2 separate regions of the Mus musculus genome follow, and region 1 is linked to region 2. Evidence: chromatin contacts called from public ChIA-PET data. All regions are on one chromosome and are shown on one strand. The core of a region is the stretch at or near the end of the contact, and the rest is flanking DNA. Distances in the headings are between cores, read along the strand shown.

The links. ChIA-PET counts read pairs in DNA pulled down with a chosen protein or histone mark.
Region 1: a contact with region 2 is called in an RNA polymerase II ChIA-PET map of memory CD8 T cells, with 139 read pairs. The contact joins the promoter of Prkce here to the enhancer-like site in region 2. A contact is called at or near these places in 7 of 115 datasets of contacts at active chromatin or transcription factors (the SCID.adh cell line, effector CD8 T cells, embryonic fibroblasts and 2 more).

Annotation. Positions count from the first base shown.
Region 1 is chr17:86,166,102-86,172,831 of GRCm38.p6, forward strand. It overlaps Prkce (protein kinase C, epsilon), which reads left to right and starts at 1,684. Exons shown (of 15, transcript NM_011104.3): 1 at 1,684-2,839. The coding sequence starts at 2,492. Gm5817 (predicted gene 5817) reads right to left here and starts at 1,384. Exons shown (of 2, transcript NR_165800.1): 1 at 360-1,384.
Region 2 is chr17:86,122,708-86,128,906 of GRCm38.p6, forward strand. Srbd1 (S1 RNA binding domain 1) reads right to left here. Exons shown (of 21, transcript NM_030133.3): 6 at 5,009-5,126; 7 at 3,404-3,542. Among named protein-coding and RNA genes, the nearest start is that of Srbd1, 19 kb to the right of the region's middle. Within about 2 kb of position 1,729, at least 1 of the 459 cell types and tissues checked has an H3K27ac peak or open chromatin away from gene starts, as enhancers often do. A contact at or near this core is called in memory CD8 T cells, where this site is marked.

The DNA of each region.
Region 1 (6,730 bases), core at 434-2,933, 43 kb after region 2:
CTGTATAGCAAAGGTGCATTTTTATCCCACGCAACAGGACTGGCTGTCAGGAAAGTAAGTGAGCTACGGGGAGGGGGCGTGACTGCACACTTAAACTTTAGGAGGAGATCTGCCTGAACTCAAACCCCTGAACTCTGTGTGTGTGTGTGTGTGTGTGTGTGTGTGTGTGTGTGTGTGTACTGTACTTGGTATGTCATTCCTGGAGACTGCCTTCTCATCTTTAAACTACAAGAAATGATAACCCTTTTCCACAGAGGAAAAAGTGAATGGAATGCGGTTTGTACATTTTGATCCACACTTATCAGAGTCGCCAGATAAACACTTAGCTTTTCACCATCCGAACGAACAGCCGGACTTGCCTTGGCACTCGGGTGAGGGCGGAGGTTTTCTTTTTCCACTCACACGGCGGAGAGCTGCGGGACGAACCCCTTCCCGGGCGCAGGCTGGAAGTTCCCGCTGCGCGGCGCCCGGGGCCTGGCGCGCCCCGCCCGGCGCTCCCAGGTTCCCAGTCCCCCTCGGCACAGAGCCATTCCCTGCCGCCCGCCTTCCCGGTCCTGGTCCCTGGCCCAGGAAATTCTTCCCCAGCAGCCCAGGGCTCGCCTCACGTGACCAGCCGCCGTCGCGGCTGCTTCCAGAGAGTTTAAAGGTTACCGAGGAAATTAGTATGGATACAGCCACTGGACCCCAGGAGGACGCATCGGGCTTTCCCGCAGCCCGAACGCCGGTTGTCAGGGCGCGGATCAAGCCTTGTCCTCTTAAGGGGCACACACAAGGTCCCGCATAAGTAGGAGGAGTCACTTTGAGAAATAAACAGACATTCGAACCAGGCCGGGCCCAGGTTCTACTAGTCTTCCACAAGTTCTCGCAACCCAATCAGGCCCAGAACAAATCCCCAGAGGGGAGAGTCTCCTCAAGGGGGAAAAAAAGAGGGTTTCAAAACTCACACCCAGCCGAAGGGCTCAGCAGTCCGGGTGTCCCCTCCCCCATCGCGGCACAGTAGAGAATCCCAGGGCAGAGTGACAAATAGGCCAGCTCTCCGCGGGCGACTGGTGACCGCCGCAGTCCAGGCAGAGTGGGGGAAGGTGATTAGTCTTCTTGGACATTGCGACCCCCTCCATTCCACCAGGCCCAGTTTTAAGTGATAGTGTTGGCCGCAGGGTGCGAGAGAAAAGCGCGGCCCGCTGCTCTCCGGGTCCAGACCCCGCTCTCCTGGTGCAGATCCGAGGAGCACAGACTCGGCCTGCGACAGTCGCTCCCGCACCTCCGCGACGCCACACTCCTGGGTTCCGCGCGGAGTCCTTCCTCAGCTCCCCCGCGCGCCACGGCAAACGGACCCGGCCGGCCCGCTCCTGCTCTTTTCTGCTCGGCTCACTTTTCCCGTATTGCTCCCCCAACCGGCAAAACTTTCTATTTCCCCAAACAGTGGCGCGCGCGCGCGCGCGTGCACACACACACACACACACACACACACACACACACACACACACTCACACACACTGACGTCTTTTGCGCATTTCCTGCATTAGAGGGAGGGAGAATCGCTCGCACAGCGATCGAGGGAAGCAGATCGCGGGCTGAGCGCTCTGGCGGGCGGCGAGCCGGCGGCAGCCGAGAGCGCGGACGCGGGGAGCGCGGCGGGCGGGCGGGCGCCGGCGGGCGGGAGGAGGGGCCGCGCGGAGTCGCAGTCCCTGCCCGGCCGCCGCGCTGCGCACCGCCGGGTGCCGGCCTGCGCCCCGAACCCAAGTGGCGGCCACCTCTACCTCCCAAGCCCGCGCGGATGTGAGATCCCAGGCACCGGGCGCCTCGCGATCGCCGGCTACGGCGCGACTCTGCTTAACCCGGGAGGTGACGGCGGGGCTGATCGTGCGGCTTGTGGATTTTTTAAAAATTTGGCTCCGGGGAGGACCATTTCCTCTCGACATGCATCCCTCCGGATAGACTGCACATCCCTCAGTCCACCCTCCGCCCCGCGCCGTCCGAGGCAGGCGCTGGGTGGGCGAAGAGGATCCGGGTTGAAATCTGTGCCCCCGGTTCTCGTCCCCGCCCCGTCCCGCCGCCCCCTCCCCCTCCGGGAGTCGAAATTGCCCGGGGATTATGTTTCGGAAAGGTAGGTGAGCGCCGGGCGCGGCGCCTGCTTCTCCGCACACGGACCCGAAGAACCAGCGAGGCGGCGAGGCAGCCCCCGCGGCTTGCAGCGGAGGCGACAGCTCGTCTCCTGCCGTGGAGGTGTCGCCGGTGGTGGGGGGGAGAGACTTGCTCCAAAAAAACGGACGTCTCCAGCTCTCCCCCCTCCCTGTTTTCCGTTAGGAATCCGGCGAGGAAATACATGCACTCGCTGAGAATCGGCGGCGCCAGGAGGCAGCGCCACAAGGTGTAGCGAGTGAGTGGGGTGGGGCAAGAGGGGACCCAGGAGTCCCCCAGGCTCCCGGCGCGCCTGCTCCTGCTCTTCAATCCTGCCCTCGGGGCGGACGGAGTGACCCCCGCCCCGACCATGGTAGTGTTCAATGGCCTTCTTAAGATCAAAATCTGCGAGGCGGTGAGCTTGAAGCCCACAGCCTGGTCGCTGCGCCATGCGGTGGGACCCCGGCCACAGACGTTCCTTTTGGACCCCTACATTGCCCTTAACGTGGACGACTCGCGCATCGGCCAAACAGCCACCAAGCAAAAGACCAACAGCCCGGCCTGGCACGATGAGTTCGTCACCGATGTGTGCAATGGGCGCAAGATCGAGCTGGCTGTCTTTCACGACGCTCCTATCGGCTACGACGACTTCGTGGCCAACTGCACCATCCAGTTCGAGGAGCTGCTGCAGAATGGGAGCCGTCACTTCGAGGACTGGGTGAGTCGGTCCTCCACGTCCGGGAGTCCCGGGTCCCAGGGAAAGACTTGCTGCCTGAGCATTGGTCCTGGGGCTCTGGGCTGTCTGTGTGTGCATGTGCGGCTCAGTTTTCTTGAAGAGGCACGTTTTATTTCCTAGCTGAAGAGACATATACAGTAGGGTATGAAAGACGAGATTTGACAGATGGGCACTATCCCTTGCCCCCCCCCCCGTGCCCTCCCAACAGTGGGCAGTACAGGTGGCTTGCAAGTTGGGAGAGAACCCGGAATGCAGGTGCATAGGTTGGTGGAAGGAATCTGCAAGTCCCTGGTGGACTTGGCTGAGCGACTGTGTGTGGGTGGGTCTCTCTGTCCTTGGAGAGACACGTGGAGCTCAGACTGGAGGGTTTTTGTGCCTCCTGGCTTTATCCTGGGTAGCCTAGTGAGTAGTTTTATAAAGCCGTCTTTCTGGTAGGAAGCCCCCTCTTCCTAAACAACTGTTTAGCTCATTTGATGACATACCAGAAAGGTCCTCACCCCCAGTGTCCCCTCTATAGGTCCTACAAACATAACACCAGCTTGCTTTGCCCATCTGTTTAGAATGCCGTATTCTCAAAAGGGCTTGTGGTGATAGGAAGTCAGGACTTTGAATCTTAAGATTTTATGCTTGCAGACTTTGATTGTCAAGATATTGTAGGATCAAACACTATTTCTGAAATTGAGCTAACTGTTAGCTGATTCCACTGTCACATAGGAGGGATTTTGAAGTAGGCCTCGCCAATATACCTTAAACCAAATGCATCCAACCTTGGCACGTGGGCAGTCAGAAAAAACAACCCCCTCCCCGCTTGCTTCTCTCTTCTTGTAGGAGCAGCATTCAGTTAGGAAGTGGGTATCTCTATCTTCAGGTTTGTTACATGTTTCTATCTGGAGCAAGTGTTGCTACGGATGGATATGTTTTCCCCCGATTCTTTGGTCTTCACAGAGGGCTGTCTGTGCTGCCTTATGAAGAGCTGTGGGAGAATCACTCTGCTGACAGCAGATAACTTCATGAATATCGGAGGGTCAGAGGGTGCACATGCCCTTGGCATGTCACTCTACTTCACATTTTTAAATATATATTTTCAAGGACATGGAGCTTTTAGGGGGAGATGGGGGGAGGGGACCTGCTCTTTTTATGCTCCTGGATGTGGGAGAGCCTTCTGGAAACCATGGTTACTAAAGAGGCTTTCAGGGCAACCCTTGTAAACCACAGCTCAACGCTGGGAGGTCTGTGGCTTCCATTAAAGTAGACAGCAGGCAAACTTTAGGATCCCGACCTCAGTCTCACCCCCACCCCTTCACCCACTCTCCTTTCACTGCTGTTCGCCGTGATGCCCAAAGGGGCATGGGGGGCTAACCAGCTTCACAAACAGACTTCAGTGCTAAACATCTGTGGTTTTGTATAAAAGGGGAAGAGGATTTTTGACTAGAGTATCAGGAAGGTGGGGCCTGTTGCAGGAGGGTCTCAGAGGGCATAAGCAGTGGGCAGAAGGCAGAAAAGATGAGCAGAAGGTTCAAGTCTTCCACATCCATGCGCCGGCTGGAAGGATGTATCTGAGTTTCTCTGGCAACACTGAACTGGGGGCTCCTCCAAAGCCAGAGCAGAACAGGACGCTACTCTCTCTCCTCAGCTCTTCTAAGGAAGTGTTCAGTCAGAGCTTCTTGCTTAATATCTGTTCTCCAAGGTTCTTCCATTTATACTGGATTTGGCTGTAGACCAGATCTTCTAGTGCACAAGCAACATTTCCAGACAAGGACATTGAGTTCCAGAGAAGCTAAGTGGGTCCCCAAGGTCGCATGGCAAGCACAGGTGGGTTGGAGGTTGAGCCCTCACCTCCCATGGCTCACTGTTTGCCCAGTGGGGAACAGTCTGTCTGGTCTCCCAGGCTATTTATTAGCCCTGCAGATTCATATGCTGTGGCCCTGACATTTTTATTGTGTGTGATAACGTAAAGTGCTTTCAAAATCATTATCTCTTCTGCCTTATAGCAAGTGTGAATTGGATATGACAGGCATTGGACAGATTAAAAACAAGACTGAGAGAAGCTCAAAGCATGACTCAAATGGTGGAGCTGGTTCTGACTGGGGGATGCTGTGACTGATCTCAGAAATGAGTATGGGGACCCCAGCCACACAGCTAGAAATGGAGACAAGTCACAAAAGGACCACCTTCCCCCCATGCCTGTCACCCAAGTACACACACAGCATCATAGTTATGGGTAGAATTTCCTGGGCTCAAACCCTTGTGCTCTCTTCTTTGGAGAAATGAAGAGGTGTACCATTCCATAGGTGTGGCTCTGTAGCACAGCCTGAAGTGCAGGGATGTGGAGGGTACAAAGTAGCTACCCCGTCTTTACTGTGGAGTACTTCAGCCATCTCTGAACTCATCTGTCCGCCAAGTTCCCCTTATGTGGTCAAATTCTACCAAGCTGACTGTTTTAATCAACCCAAGGATAAAAAGAGGCAACAGGTTACTCTAAAGGGACTTTCATCTCTCTAGGGAAAGGACAGTAGCATATATATGTTCATATGCACATATATACATATATTAATATACGCATATGTATATATATACACACATATATAGATATGCGTATATAAATGTATACATGTACATTCATACATGTGCAAACACAGACACAGACACAGACACACACACACACACACACACACACACACACACACACACACGACACTTAAGTGGTAATTTAGTTGCAAATGAGTGGTACTCGAAGTAGATCGGAAGTTCAAAACCAAGGTGTTGTAGAAGAGCTGGGAGAACCCAGAAAGGTGCTGGGGAAAGACATACACATGAGTGTAAAAGTGTAGGTCATGTTCAGAGTTCTCAGCCGGAGGATACAGCCAGCGTGCCAAGCTTGGACCGCCCTGGAGAGAGGTGCACAGGGCGCCTGGGTTCAGAGCTGCGGAATGGACAGGCGTGGCTGTGCTGAGAGTAAGGCTGAACAAAGTTTCCCCAACTTAAGACTACCTGAACAATAATTTAATAGTAAGAACAAACCAAACAAAAACCAGTTTCTTTTACTTTTTATTGTTCTTTTCTCAAGCCTCACTTTTCTTTACAGAATCATGGGTTTGGATTTGGTGGTTTTAGTTTTCCTTTGTTCACATTCAATGAAATACGAATGTAAAATATAGAGAAAGGCAGCTCTTCCCAGCGCTGTTTAACACCATTAGGGATGTGGGGTTGAACCTCGAACTACAGAGAAGTGAAAATTCAGAAGACTAGGGTGGACTTTAGAATGTGCAAAGCCCAGGCTGACAGTGGAAAGAAAGGCATTTCAGGTTTTGATGACAAAGGGGACGATAGGCAAAGCTCGAGGCAAACAGAAGGAAGGATTTGAGCTTGGTCTTTTAGAAACCGGATGAAATGGTCCTGACTTGGGTTTGTGCATCAGTGTCACTAGGGGAAGGTGCCTTCTTGGCCCTGCTCTCTCTGAGCTGTGGATTCCGTGGTTTGGGGTAATGGAGAGGAATCTGCATTTTTAGTGGTCTGTCCTTGGGGTTTGGAGCTCATTAACCTTGCTTTGAGAATGGAAGCTAGACCAGGAATTGGGACCGGAGGAAGGCTCTGGATTCTGTGGGGCTCGAGGTTGGTGTTACAATGGATCTCTTTACTGATGCCCGCTTTACCTTTTCTTTACTTAGCATGCACACTAATGTGCACTCTTGTGCAGGTGTTTATGGATATATGTATGGAGGTCCGAGGGCAACGAGGGGTTGTTTATCCCCTTCCACACCGGGCTCCAGGGTTTGAACTTAGAGTCAGTTTAGCAGCAGGCACCTTTACCAGCTGAGCAATCTCCTTGGTTCTCTGCTTTCTTTTTTGAGAGAGTCTCCTCACTGAACTGGA
Region 2 (6,199 bases), core at 479-2,978:
TATATGTGTCTGGTTTCTAAAATATTTCTAGGAAGAATGATGGGAATGATGAAAATACTTCTTTAGAAAACTCCCACAGTAATAGAATTCAAAGTGATCACGTGTATGTGTAAAGCACAAAAAGTGAAGGGAAATGAGAAAGAAGAAACATCTCAAAGTTTTAAAAGCAGCATGTGGTAGTCAGAAGAGAAATGCCCCCCATAGGCTCAGGCATTTGAATGCTTGGTGCCCAGTGAGTGCCTTGCTGAAAGGCCACCCACTGGGACAAGTGCTGGGAGTTCAAAGCCTCACCCTACAGTCAGTCTGCTCTGTGCTTCACACTTAGGGCTGGCTGCTGCTGAGGCCATGCCTGCTCCTGCCACACCTCTCTGTCAGGATGGACTCCCACGCCTCTGGAACTGTATGCTAAAATAAACTCTTTCTCCTAGAAGTTGCTTTTGTTCAGAAAAGTCCTGACACACAGTACACAGTTAACTGGAATTCACCATAATTCTCTGTATTTGTGATGAGAATCAACAAGTGAGTGAAGTCCAGACTAAGTCCTGCTGTGTCTGTAGGAACCATAAAAACCTGCTGGGTCTGTGTTAGTCACATGACCTGAAGTGTCAAAGCCTGCTGTCAACCACCATGTATCCTGTGTCACCACATGTGACCATCAGAAGGGGGATGGTCAGGATTTATGTTTACACCGTAGACCAGTGCTGCTTTCAACCATGGCCCTCTAGAGAAGTATCTTTTGCAGTGGGCTAAAGCTCGTAGAGACGCATAGCTAATACAAGTGCTGAGAGTGAGTAGGCCCTGCATTATCTATCCACAGACTTCAGAGAACAGAGAAAGGTGTGGAAAGAGCATGAGAGAGAGAGAAGTCAAAGAGGAGTTCTGTGAAATGCTGTGTGGGGGACAAGTCATGGCCACTGCACTCATGAATTCCCTGCAACTGTAGTTACCCACACAAGCTCAAGACAAGAAGGCCAGTCAGTATTCCAGCAGGCAGCAGTAATGGACACAGTGAGACACACACACACAAAACAAAAATAATAACAAAAAACAACACCCAAAGGAGACATGAGGAATGATGGTGGGTGTACTGGCTAGTTTTGTGTCAACTTGACACAGCTGTAGTTACCACAGAGAAAGGAGCTTCAGTTGAGGAAATTCCTCCATGAGATACAACTGTAAGGCATTTTCTCAATTAGTGATCAAGGGGAAAAGGCCCCTTGTGGGTGGGACCATCTCTGGGCTGGCTGTCTTGGATTCTATAAGAGAGCAGGCTGAGCAAGCCAGAGGAGGAAAGCTAGTAAGGAACATCCCTCCATGGCTCCTGCTTCCTGACCTGCTTGAGTTCCAGTCCTGACTTCCTTTGGTGATGAACAGCAGCATGGAAGTGTAAGCTGAATAAACCCTTTCCTCCCCAACTTGCTTCTTGGTCATAATGTTTGTGCAGGAATAGAAACCCTGACTAAGACAGTGGGTTTTAGGAGAGCCATGTTGAGGGTTCCCAGAGGAGTGAGGGGACATGGGGTAGATATAATCACAGGATATATGGATAAGCCTGTCAGAGGAGTGAGGGGACATGGGGTAGATATAATCACAGGGTATCTGGATGAGCTTGTCAGAGGAAAGACCTTTTTAGGAGATACAAGCATCGAGACCTGTGTAGGAGGAATGTAGTATACCTAGGAACCAAGGAGACCACTGTACCAAAGAAGACAGGAAATGGAAGCCAAAGACTCAGCCATAAGGAACAACAGGCAGCACACCTCCCTGCAGCTAGTCTCCACAGCAGACACACACAGTCCCCAGCCCCAGCAGTGAATCTCAAGGCTACTAAGGCTCATCTGTCATTAAAATATGAAATGCTTTCTGCAAAAGCAATACAGATCTGCTGAAGGAAATGCATGCACAGGAAGGACTCTGGGTCCAGTCCCCAGAACACTGCCAAGAAAGAAGATAAATGAACTTTGTAAGGCTGCAACTGAATAGACCATAGTATAACAATCAAAATAAAAACTTAAATGCTCTAAATCACTGAACATATAACTATAAATAAGTATTAAAAACTAAGCAAATATGGATTGTATTCATTTCAATCCATCTCTAACTTCAAATAACTCTTTACATTACTGTCCTTTCCCAAACATATTAAAATGTATGTCTGTGAACAGATAGTTTGCAGTTTACAGATATGAATACTCATTTTTTAAAAACACAAATTCAACTGGCTAGAATATGTCTAGTGCACCATATTTCTCCATAGTTAAATACACAGCATGGATTTTGTTATCACAGACTGACCGCTGTTGATAAGTACATCTCCCAGTTTGCAGAATCAACAGAAAGTCAAAAAAATCCAACAGGGATGGAGAAACACGGGTTTAAGTTGGAGCTGACCTATAGCTGGATGGGCTACAAAGCCAGGGCATCTAATGTGCAGATGAGGACTACAGCCCGTTACACAGCATACTGGGATTTGTTAAGAGAGTAACACAGGTGCTCTTACCACCAAAGAAGAAAAGGCAGCTGTGTGAAATGACAGTCATATTAATTTGACTTCAGGTCAATGTTGTCTGACTACAAAATTCATTAAACTTCATTAAATTCATTAAAATTCATTAAATAATGCTTGTATATCTAGACAATGTCTATATTAATATATACAGTTACTAAAACATAAAAGAATCAATGGTTTTTTGAGAAATAAGCTTAAAGATGAGGCAAGAAAACTGCAAGTTCAAGTCCAGGCTAAAGAGTAAGGCTCCAGAGAATAATAATCTTTTAAACCTTTCTCCTGTGCCCTGTCTCATTCTCTCTCACACAAAGGACAGAATACATTTGGGAGCAAATTTTAGAAAAAGCCCCCTTATTACATAGGAAAAAGTGTTAAGAGCAGAAGCCAATTTGTTCTTTGTGTATGCCAGAAGTATTGAGATTCTTTTTGAAGAGAAAATCTAAGTTATAGGGTTTTTAAAAGGCAGAAATAAAATAAAAGCTTTGAAAGATAATAGAAGAATTTTTATAACCTTGGGGTATAGAGGGATTTCATTTAAAAGTAAAAACATCAATTATCTTAAAAGATTAATAAGTTAATAAAAACACCCTGAGACCTTCTATTTACTGAAGATGGCATTAAGAAAGCCCAAGTAGGAACTGGGAAGTACATGTTGTGAACACAGGTCTTAAGAGACATGTGTAAATGAAGAAAGAGAAACAGCAGAGATTGGGGAAGTCACCGGAAGCAGGAGATTGGCCAGGACCTGTTTGTTCGAGTCATCTGTTCTTCATCTGCTGTTGACAGACATTTGTACAACCACTGGTGAAGACAGGCTGAGTGTAGGTAATGAGTGGAGGCATGTGCATCTAAAAGCAGAGCAGCAGCAGGCTGCCCTCTTCTGGAAGCCAGTACCTTTAACATCAGGCTTGATGTAAGACAGCAGGTTGAGCTGCCCCGGGTTCTCCAGCAGGGTCCACGCTGCTCCTTCTAGCCCCAACTGTTTTGCTCTCTGGGCTTTCGTGCCCTTGCTCCCCATTTTATATGGAGCAGACTAGGAAAAAAGGCAGAGAATATATCACAGGAGTCTGTTTTGCAAAGTCAAAATCAAAACAGGGACACAGGACTAGGACATACTGAAAATACCATAAGCATCTTTCTCTGGATTGTCCTGTCCCCTCAGAGATGAACTCTATCAGACTACAGGGGTGCTTTGTGTTACGGCTTTATCTTCACCATTTTCTATGTGCTCAGTTCATTCTCCACTGGCATTTACTCATCTCTAAAACTCATCATCTCAACTCCAAGGTCCTCAAACAAGCAAGCCCCCGTTAAAGTCAAAGTTGTTTCATACAATACTTCTCTTCTTCTTCTTCTTCTTCTTCTTCTTCTTCTTCTTCTTCTTCTTCTTCTTCTTCTTCTTCTTCTTCTTCTTCTTTTTCTTCTTCTTCTTCTTCTTCTTCTCTCTCCTTCTCCTTCTCCCTCTTGCTCTTCCTACTCCTCTTCTCTTTCCTTCTCCCTCTCCCTCTTCCTCCCCCCCTCCCTCCTCAACTCTTCCACCTGCTGGCCTGCTGGCTTCTCTTCCCACATAGCCTGCTGAAGTATTATGTTGAAGGTCCACAGCACTTCCCTAATGATAATGATTTTCAGTCCGGATCTTGCCCAAACCCCCTGCTACAACTGCTATTCATCACCTCAGTCACAACCTCCTTCCTCCTGATCCACTTATGTCAGCTCCAGAGTCTCCTCAGAGTTCTCTGATGATTTTTTTCAACATGTACTCCAGATTCTGACTTTTATTTCAAAAGTTGCTGTTTCCCAGTGGTCATACTGACCTGCTAGTCCATAATCCCCTCCTAAAGTGAATTCTCCCAGTCTCATAGCTTCTAACATAAGCCTATCAAAGAATCCATAAGGGGCTGCTGGCTTCTGTGAATACCAAGTCCCTTATAGAAAATAGACTGGTGCTTCCATACAACCCATGCACTGCTTCCTATAAACAAATCATCTCTAGATCACTTACAATAAAGACAATGGAAGTGGCATGTGAACGCTTCTTAGGTTATATTATTTAGGGGAGGGTAATTTTAAAAGTATGCACCTACTCAATACAGACATGTTTTCTACCTATTGCTGGTGGAGTACAAAGACGTCAAACCAACAAATAACCAGAGTGCCAACTGTTTTAGTTACAGGCTGAAGACATTCATGTGTAGGTCTCCAGTTCTGCCATCTCCCCTGCACTTCACACTTGAATAATCTACTCTTCTTCCTTCCTTAACTGGAAATTCCTAGGGGGCAAGGACTATTGACTACAATGCCCATATGTGCAAACCCAAGTTCCTAGCACACACAAAAAGGCATCCAGGAAATATGTATTGATTAAAAGATAAAATCACCAGGGAATTAATTAACAGTGGCTAGTGGCTTAGCTTTTTCCATCTTAGTCTTCCTCAGTGATAAAAAGAGACCGCAAATCATAAGCACTCAGGCATCCCACTGAGAGATGCAGTTCCTTACCACATGCTCTAGTTCCTCGAACGTTTTACAGTTCAACAAGGCTTGCAGCAAGCACTCCGACATTTTCCCCTCCTTCTTAATTTTCTGGATTCTACTATGAACCTTCTTGGCAACATCCCTGAAATTAAAAACTTACATAATATATACAGTCTCTATGTCCAACATTTCTTCTCAAGGCTAGCTCACACTTACAAAAACATTGCAGGGAAAAGAAAAGGGAACTCTAAACTGTTTTATTTTTGACTCATTTGACAGTAAATTCACCCCAAAAACATTAGTATGGATTTCCAAGAAAGAATAATCTATAAACTACAATAAAGCCATCAGGATCAAGTAGTTAACGCTGATCTATCACTGTCTTCTCCCTCACAGACCTGATTAACAGTGCTGGCAACAACCTCTGTGGATTCTCTCCAGAAGATGGGTAGCTGTCAGATGCAGTCTCTCTGGCTGAAGCAATGCTCCAGGTGTTCCTAGATTTTCAAAGTCTCAGTACTTTGAAAGGCTTCCTACCAGTTACTTTGTCATGTCTTCAAGTCTGGCCTCCCAGGAAATGTTTCCTTACAGTTAAACCTGGGGCCTACTGGTGGGGATCTCAAGCTAGTGACACTGCTCTTCTTACTGCACCTCACTGAGAGGCAAATGATTCCGGGGCAGCCTGTTACTGAGAGAACAGTATCACCACTTGAGGAAGTGACACTGGTTTCTGACATCAGCACTTCCTCCCTTGTAACTAGCGCGTGTTTTGTGGAGGGAGCCTTTAAGATGCTCATTCCTCAATAAGCTTCCGACGTATGCACTGATTTACTCCTATCACCATAGACTTTGGTTTCTTATTTTTGCTTAGTGGTTATAATCCACCACTGTGACATATTTTAATGCCCAAATTATCACGGGCTTGGCCAGAAGTAACCCTTTCAAACTAAGTGGTGAGAGCTTTTGACTTGTCCCTCTTACTCTCTAGCCCAAGGCACCCAGCTCATCTTTTACCTTCCATCCTGAGCACTGATATCCAAGATTGCCCACCAGGAAGCATCTGACCTCTACTGCACTCACTGACTCTGCAGCAAGGCGGCTCAGGATAAGCCCACTCAGCACACGGGACTGGCTTCTGAATACTATTCTCTCTTGACAAAGATCTAGGGTTCCATAGAGAACACATGATTCTAGGAATCAATGCAGATGAGTCAG